Regions from separate parts of the Mus musculus genome. Here region 2 is linked to region 1. Evidence: chromatin contacts called from public promoter capture Hi-C data. All regions are on one chromosome and are shown on one strand. Each heading gives the region's core, a stretch centred on a gene start, on an enhancer-like site or on the middle of the called end of the contact. The rest is flanking DNA. Distances are from core to core; before and after follow the strand shown. Region 1 holds the start of Asic1 (acid-sensing (proton-gated) ion channel 1). Region 2 holds the start of Troap (trophinin associated protein).

Region 1 (3,867 bases), core at 636-3,135:
AAATCAGAGTGCCAGTAACATTTGTTACTGGGGATTTACAAACACAGATCAATGAACTATGCATTTTCCATCAGTGATTCACATAATCATTGAAAAACAAGGTGAAATAAATACAACCTTCATCATAAGGATGAAGAAACTGAAGCTTGGACTGGCCAAGGGTCCTGCCGGTGGTATTGCGTGGTGGGGTCAGGTCCTGTTCTTGGAGCCTGGATACCTGATTCATGCCTTTTATCTTTCCCCGGACTACTCCTGCGGCTGTTCATTGGCCTCAATCAGTCCTCGCCTGCCGCCACCTCACCTCATCACCTTCCTTCCCTCCACCCACGCTGCTCCCTGCTCCCTCGGTAACATCCCAGGTGATTGAAGCAATTTGCAGCCATTAGAAGAGGCTCCACGTGTCGCTCAGCTTGTGGGGTTTGCAAAGATGTTACAGATGTTCCAAGATGGTCCTCCCCTCCCCCGAGGACATTGGAGAGCCTGGAACCAGACTAGACCCAGGGCTAGAATCATCACTTAAACCCCGTTTGCGACCCTCCTAGAGTAATTCCTAGTTTCACAGGCCGCCTCCCCCATTGCCCTTTAAGTGGAGTTTAAGTATCCGAGAGAGTGCTGTCACCTGGTGGCTGCCCAGGGGCATGGCAGCCCACCAGCAGCGCTTGTGCCGTTGGACAGCTCCCCAGCCGGAAGGCGAGATACTATCTTTATTTTGGCAGCTTGGCGCTCTGGGTCCTGCTGAATGGACCTCAATCTCTCACCAGACCTAAACCCCTATCCCTGGAGAGACATCTTCACTGGTTTCTAGGGTACCTCTTACTCCCAACCCCTCACAAATTCTCATCAGCTTCTTCCCTCTATGTCAGGTTCATTCCTCAAACTCAAACCCAGAACCATGTCCCTGAGACCTGCTTCTCACCTTCCTTCTCTCAGAGCTTCACCAGCCTGTAAGTGGAGCAAAGGAGCTGCAATGGATATAATTCTGATCTTGCATCACACACACACACACACACACACACACACACACACACACCACACCATCATCTGACACCATCAGACCTCAACAGCCTCTGTGTTAAGAGCTCCTAATGAGCATCAGCAAATTAACAACTTCCCCTTGATTGCTCCTTCTCTGCTAATTGGATAGGGAGGGCCCCCCCCCCAAGGCCTCGGAGAAAGAAAGAGGGAGGGAAGGAGAGAGGTGACAGCTACAGGAGCAGCCTCCAGGTTTCAGGACTCAGATTTCTGGTCCATCCCAGAACACACTCCTCCTTGCAGCCTTCATTTTGTATCTTTTTCTTTTTCCCTACTTCTGCCCCATCTGCCCTCACTTCTGGCCATGTCTCTTTTCTTCTCTCTGTTCCTCTCTGCTTTATAGATCTGCCAATGAGGCACTTGCACACGGGCTGCTTAAGAAATCCACTGATATACAAATGGGGTCTGGGTGGCCAAGGGTATTTATATATGTGCATGTGTGTGGGTCACATGAAGGTGGGAAGCAGGAATAAGAGCAGGTGAGTGAATGTGTACAAACAGGTAAGTGCTCGTGTGAGGGTCAGGCTTCAGGGATGTGTAGGTGTATGTGATGTGTGGATGGCTGAGTGGCAAGGTAAGACTCCGGTCTGAATGTGCCTGTATCTCCACACAGGCAAATGCTTGAATCAGTCAAGTGTGACTGTGACTCGGAGTGTGTGTGTGTGTGTGTGTGTGTGTGTGTACACGTGTGCATGTGCCATCAGAGGAAGCAGCAGCAGCAAGAAGCAGGAGCTTCGATCCGAAGGAGACAACGTGGGGAGGGGGACGCTGGGGGCAGACACCCTCCTTCCTGCGCGCACACGTGCGCGTGCACACACACACACCCCATAGTCACACACGCACACACACGCGCACACACACACAAGCCACAGGGCCTCGCAAGCAGAGAGCGGAGCCGGCTCCGGGATCCGAACGAGGCAGCTCTGCTGAGAGCGGCGGGAGGAGGCGAGCCAGCGGGGGGAGCCCTCGGTTCCGCTCCCGGGCCGGGGGCCCCCCGCGCACACCGGCCCAGAGACACCCTCGCAGACACTCGTAGGCGCGCACGCGCACCCTTTCCCCTCCTCCTCCCCTCCCGCCGCCTCCCGGCCGGACGATGGATCCCTGCAGATCCCGGGGCTGAGAGCACCGCGCAGCGCCAGCGCGCCGAGCCCCGGGCGGACCAAGCCGAGCGAGCAAGCGCGCGCGGGCGGCGGACCGAGCTGAGCCGAGCTGGCCGAGCGGGCCGCTCCCTGCAGGGCTCTACGCGGGTGCCGCGGCAGCCGGCGGCTCGGGCTCCGGGCCATGAGCCCCTCCGCCGCGCGGCGCTGAGCCCACGGACCGCCTCGCGCCCCAGGACCTGCAGCGGCGGCCGGCTTTCCCCAGCCCCCTCAGGTGGGTTTCCGACCCCGCTGCCTTGGGCCCCGGGCTTCCTGGTGCCCCAAAGCCGAGACTCTCCTCCACTGTAGCTTTCTCCAGCTTCTGGGGAGGCTCGGCGGATGGGGAGGGGGCGGGGGGCCGAGCCGGGAATATGACTGCGACGAGAAGCTGGACTGGAGGGGGTGCGTTCGGGGCGGGGATAACTGGCTGTCATAGGGAACCGCGCCCCCCCCCCCCATTCCTACATCCACCTCAGGCAGCCTACCATCCTCTCCCAAACACACACACACACACACACACACACACACACACACACATACACACACAGCCTGCGCCTATGCCTGTGCTTGTTTGAGAACTGGAGACACAGAAGGTGAGGATACAGGCAGGGCCCCTCCCCAGATGTGCCCACCTCCGGAGAGGTGGCCCTGGTTTAGCTCCTGAGGTGACAGCCTGTTCCTGGGGATACCCTTGATCAAGAGAAGAGCCCCTGACCCCTGGTTCAGCCCATTATGGGGAGTTTGATCTTGGCTGGGGTAGATATTCCTGTCCCAGAGTGACCTCACATCTGGAGGGAACTCCCATGCCTGCCTGTGGGTGCATCAGGGACTTCCCTCCTTCACTCTAGTGGCTGTATCTGGGGTCCCCCATAGTCTGGGAAGCTTGCAGACCATTCTCTCGACCCGAGCTGACCCCCCCCTCCAAGCCTCTATGTTTTAATGACTGTCATCTTGGATGGTCCCTCGTTCAAGCCACCTTTGGAGCCTGCATGTCAGGGAAGTCTTCCCTTGGACAAGCAGTGACCTCCGGTTAAGGATTTTGAATGGACATAATTGGAGGGGCCCTATATGCGCCTTCATCTCAGGACAATGACAGAGTCTTGTCTCCTCTTTCCTCCCTCTAGGATCCCCTTGGCAAGCATGGAACTGAAGACCGAGGAGGAGGAGGTGGGTGGTGTCCAGCCGGTGAGCATCCAGGCTTTTGCCAGCAGCTCCACGCTGCACGGTCTTGCCCACATCTTCTCCTATGAGCGGCTGTCTCTGAAGCGGGCACTGTGGGCCCTGTGTTTCCTGGGTTCGCTGGCCGTCCTGCTGTGTGTGTGCACTGAGCGTGTGCAGTACTACTTCTGCTACCACCACGTCACCAAGCTCGACGAGGTGGCTGCCTCCCAGCTCACCTTCCCTGCCGTCACTCTCTGCAACCTCAATGAGTTTCGCTTTAGCCAAGTCTCCAAGAATGACCTGTACCATGCTGGGGAACTGCTGGCCCTGCTCAACAACAGGTGGGCAGCTCCCATCCACCCCTCCGCATGACTTGTGGAGTAACACCGTCCTTAGCCCACCAAAAGTCAAACAGCTCTGCCCTCTAGCATTCCTTTAAACCTGCCGCTCAAGGCGGAGGGGCTGAGATCATGCCAGTACCAGTTACCTACACACAATCTCTGATTCCAGCTTAGGTCAAAACAGCTCTGTCCCCACC
Region 2 (4,223 bases), core at 600-3,099, 600 kb before region 1:
TCATACGGCTTTGTTTGGGCATTGTTTGTCTTACTGGTCTTTTGCTTGTATATTATGGTTTCCAACTTTGTGCTTTTATGAGCTCTGGTTTATGTTTCAGGGCTGGGGAGAGGGTGGTTAAAAATGGTGGCTGCTAGCGGGGCGCGGTGGTCCACACCTTTAATCCCAGCACTCGGGAGGCAGAGGCAGGCGAATTTCTGAGTTCAAGGCTAGCCTGGTCTACAAAGTGAGTTCCAGGACAGCCAGGGCTACACAGAGAAACCCTGGCTCGGAAAAAAAAAAAAAAAAAAAAAGAATGGTGGCTGCTCTTCCAGAGGTCCTGAGTTCAATTCCCAGCAACCACATCGTGGCTCAGGACCACCTGTAACAGGATACAATGTCGTCTTCTGGTGTGCCTGAAGACAGTGACAGTGTACTCACATACTTAAAATAAATAAATCTTTTTAAAAAAAATGTTGGGGGACTGCAGAGATGGCTCAGAGGTTAAGAGCACCGACTGCTCTTCCGAAGGTCCTGAGTTCAAATCCCAGCAACCACATGGTGGCTCACAACCATCCTTAATGAGATCTGACTCCCTCTTCTGGAGTGTCTGAAGACAGCTACAGTGTACTTACATATAATAAAAATAAATTGTTTAACTAAAAGCATATATATTTAAAATAAAACGACTCAAGGGGTTGGGCAAGGAAATTATTTGGAAGACAATCGCTTTTAAAACCAAGCTGAGGGCTGGCGAGATGGCTCAGCGGTTAAGAGCACTGACTGCTCTTCCAAACGTCCTGAGTTCAAATCCCAGCAACCACATGGTGGCTCACAACCATCCGTAATGAGATCTGACGCCCTCTTCTGGTGCATCTGAAGACAGCTACAGTGTACTAATGAATAATAATAAATAAATCTTTTAAAAAAATAAAATAAAACCAAGCTGACTGTCTCTGTGTGCTCTGTTTCATCTGGCTAAACAGCTGAATAGATGCTCAAAGGTATAAAATCCGTAGGTGTGAAAAGAAGTGGCATATGGAAGGGGAGATCCGGAAGCACGCCTATGTTCCTGGCTTGCTGGTCAGCACCCTTTAAACTATGCAGGGAGTGTGCAATCCGAGCTTCCTGAAGCAGGAAGCTGCGAGTTTGAGGCCACTCTCAGGTGGGGTGGGGTGAGACATTGCCCACCCCCATCTCCATCATCTGGCAGCCTCACAGTTGCCTGCCAGTAAGGAGCAGGTGAGCCCTCTCATCCAGACCGGTGGAAGGAAACCTGAAGATGCAGAGATCTCCCCACCCAGGAGGAGCCCTTCAATTCTGATTAACAGAGCTCCAGCCACCCTGGGCCTGACCACATCCCACCAGGGTGTGAGGTCCGAGTGGACACAGGATTTCTTGGCTCCTCGTTCTCGTTGGGCTCCAACAGTTCAGGTACCTCCAGCCCTCTCACCCATTAGGCTCCTATCTCCTGCAAGAAGTGCCCATGGTTCCCAAAACCCGGCCGTGCACTACGTTCAGAGTGTGGTCAACAGTGGTCTCGATGGCCAATCTTTCCCACAATTCCGCGGTCTTCATGAGGGGCCAGCCCTCGGTTGGCTCCAGCTCTCGCGAGAGTACGGTAATGCCCGTTGCAGTCCAGACTGGCCTTCCCGGGCTTCAGAACAGCATCCTCCCTGGCTTTCCGCCCCCATCCTGCCACTCGCGCTCCGTCCTCGGATTGGCCGAGAGAGCTGGTCAGTTGTTCTCCCATCAAGAAAACGTTTCGGCGACTAGTCCTTCTCTGGCCCCGCCTTCGGAGCCTGCGGATTGGGTGGCTCCGTGTGACGTCACGACCCTCCGAGTCACCGGGTACCAGCCAATCAGGAGCTTGGCGTATTTTACAAACCGGGGAAGCAGCAGCAGCCGCAAGCAGAAGCAGAAGCAGAAACCCAAGAAATCGGCGAAAAACCCGAGGAAGTAGAGGTGACCCGGAGGGCCTCCTGGAATGGTGCGGCACGAGGATCTTAGAGGGGAGTCCTGCCGAGGTTCCTAGGGAGGAGAGCAGTTTGGAGCTCCGGGGCGAGATAGCAGACTTAGGGTTTCTGGAAGAGTTGCCAGGAGAGCGGCCTTGCTGCCGGTGCGGGCTTCTAGGCACATGGATTGGGACCAAGGGGAAAGAATCAGGGATATCAGCACCCATGCTTTGAGAAGTGATTTGCTTTGGTCCTCAGTCCTGTCTACCTTCTTCTCTCATCTCCATTATAGCCGCCATGACTACCCTCCAAACCAATAAGGATCCCCATCTCCGAGGTGTATCTCCCAACCCTAGCAAGATTCCAGTACTCTCCCAAAGATGCCAAGATTTTTCCTCAGTCAAGTCGCGCTCTCTGGACCAGGAGAACCAAGATCCGAGGGTAGGAGGGGCTGGACACAAGGAGGCACCTCGAGTCAGCAATGCACCCCCACCCCCCATCCCCACCCCACCCCCGCACTGAATCCCAGCTTTTTCCCCCTTCCCCCTAGACACCAGCACAGAAACCACCGCGCAGTACTCAACGTCAACGTCCACTCACTGACACGGCAGGCCTCAGATCGAAAACCTTGCACCAGACTGAAAAATCACCAAGCTTGAAGACCCTGCGGAACCCTCTGGAGGAACTCAAGCCTAGCTCTGGGGGATCAAATGTGGGGCTTGTGACCCATCCCCAGACAGGTACCTGTTCCAGACCTGGGGGCAGCCTACTTGGCTGAGTGAGAATGGGAGACCCAAAGTGGAGGTCTTGCATACTGCAAGAGACCTGGGTTTTGTCCAGAAACCTCTTTGCTCTGAGAAACCATCACTTTCAGCAAAATGCCATCTTTTGCCTGGCATGGTGGTTCATGCCTCTAATCCCAGCACTTTAGGAGGCAGAGGCAAGTGGTCTCTGTGAATTGGACACCTTTTACCTATTGAACTCCAGGCCTAAACAATTATATTGTATCTAAAAAAAAAAAGACATCTTCTGGGCCTTTTTAGCAACCCTGGGCAAGACAGTCACAGTCATTTGCTCATTGTTATGCTGAGTCTTTATAATCTGTCCATACTTCAGCTTTAATTCTTCCTTTTCAACAATAAATATATATATATATTAAAGATTTATTTATTTATTATATGTAAGTACACTGTAGCTGTCTTCAGACACTCCAGAAGAGGGAGTCAGATCTTGTTCCAGATGGTTGTGAGCTACCATGTGGTTGCTGGGATTTGAACTCCGGACCTTCGGAAGAGCAGTCGGGTGCTCTTAACCACTGAGCCATCTCACCAGCCCATAAATATATATTTTAAAGATCTATTTTTTTTTTTTTGAGACAGGGTTTCTCTGTGTAGCCCTTGCTGTCCTGGAACTCACTTTGTAGACCAGGCTGGCCTCGAACTCAGAAATCCGCCTGCCTCTGCCTCCCAAGTTCTGGGATTAAAGGCATGCGCCACCACGCCCGGCTTAAAGATCTATTTTTTATTTTATGTGAGTCCATGTGAGTGCAGTACCCATGGAGTTCAGAAGAGGACATTGGAATCCCTAGAGCTAAAGTTATAGCTGGCCGTGAGCTGCCATGTGGGTGCTGGAAGTAGAACCCAGGTCTCCCAGAAGAACAGCCAGTGGCTCTTAGCAACTGAGCCATCTCTCTAGCCTCTAAAAAGAGATTGGTTTTAATGATGTGTATGTGTGAGCAGGTGCCTGTGGGGGCCGGAGGCACTGGATTGTCTTAGAGCTGGAGTTCCAGGCCGGCCACCTGACGTAGATGCTAAGAACTGAACACCAGTCAGTCCTGTGCAAGAACAGTAACCGTGTGACTGCTCTTAATCCCCATGGCATCTCTCCAGCCCCCGGTGATGGGTCCTGTATGGCAAAACCGTTGTTTTATGTTATACCCCACTGTTTAGAGCAATAGCTTACATGAAATTCTTCAAACTTTGGTGAGCTTAGGTTCAACCGAATGATCTCCTCCCGTCTCTTAAGACCTTATGTAGTCCAGGCTCTGAGCTCTCTATGAGCTGGTGGCTGGCCTTGAACACCTGGTTCTCCTGCCTCAGTATCCTACATTCTGGTTTTACAGGCGTGCACCGCATAGCCTGGCTTGGATAATGTTTCTTTCGCTCACTGTTACTGGGTATGAGCAGCACCTGTCCCTCGGCCTCCCCTCATCCTGTCTCTTCCCTTGCAGAGGCCATAGGGGCTATAGAGTTTGTGGCTGACCCTGCAGCCCTGGCCACCATCTTGTCA

The links. Promoter capture Hi-C pulls out the DNA fragments that hold promoters and counts their contacts.
Region 2: a promoter capture Hi-C map of liver shows a contact between it and region 1, with 2.2 times the contacts expected there. The contact joins the promoter of Troap here to the promoter of Asic1 in region 1. A contact is called at or near these places in 3 of 39 promoter capture datasets (the C10 cell line and liver), 2 of 115 datasets of contacts at active chromatin or transcription factors (embryonic stem cells and stem cell-derived neural progenitor cells) and 1 of 9 other capture datasets (pancreatic islet).

Annotation. Positions count from the first base shown.
Region 1 is chr15:99,668,492-99,672,358 of GRCm38.p6, forward strand. Asic1 (acid-sensing (proton-gated) ion channel 1) reads left to right here and starts at 1,886. Exons shown (of 12, transcript NM_009597.2): 1 at 1,886-2,403; 2 at 3,293-3,670. The coding sequence starts at 3,309. Gm34880 (a long non-coding RNA gene) reads right to left here and starts at 1,365. Exons shown (of 4, transcript XR_875662.3): 1 at 917-1,365; 2 at 1-258.
Region 2 is chr15:99,073,124-99,077,346 of GRCm38.p6, forward strand. Troap (trophinin associated protein) reads left to right here and starts at 1,850. Exons shown (of 14, transcript NM_030159.1): 1 at 1,850-1,969; 2 at 2,227-2,375; 3 at 2,485-2,674; 4 at 4,165-4,223. The coding sequence starts at 2,232. Gm34284 (predicted gene, 34284) reads right to left here and starts at 1,546. Exons shown (of 3, transcript NR_155351.1): 1 at 1,433-1,546.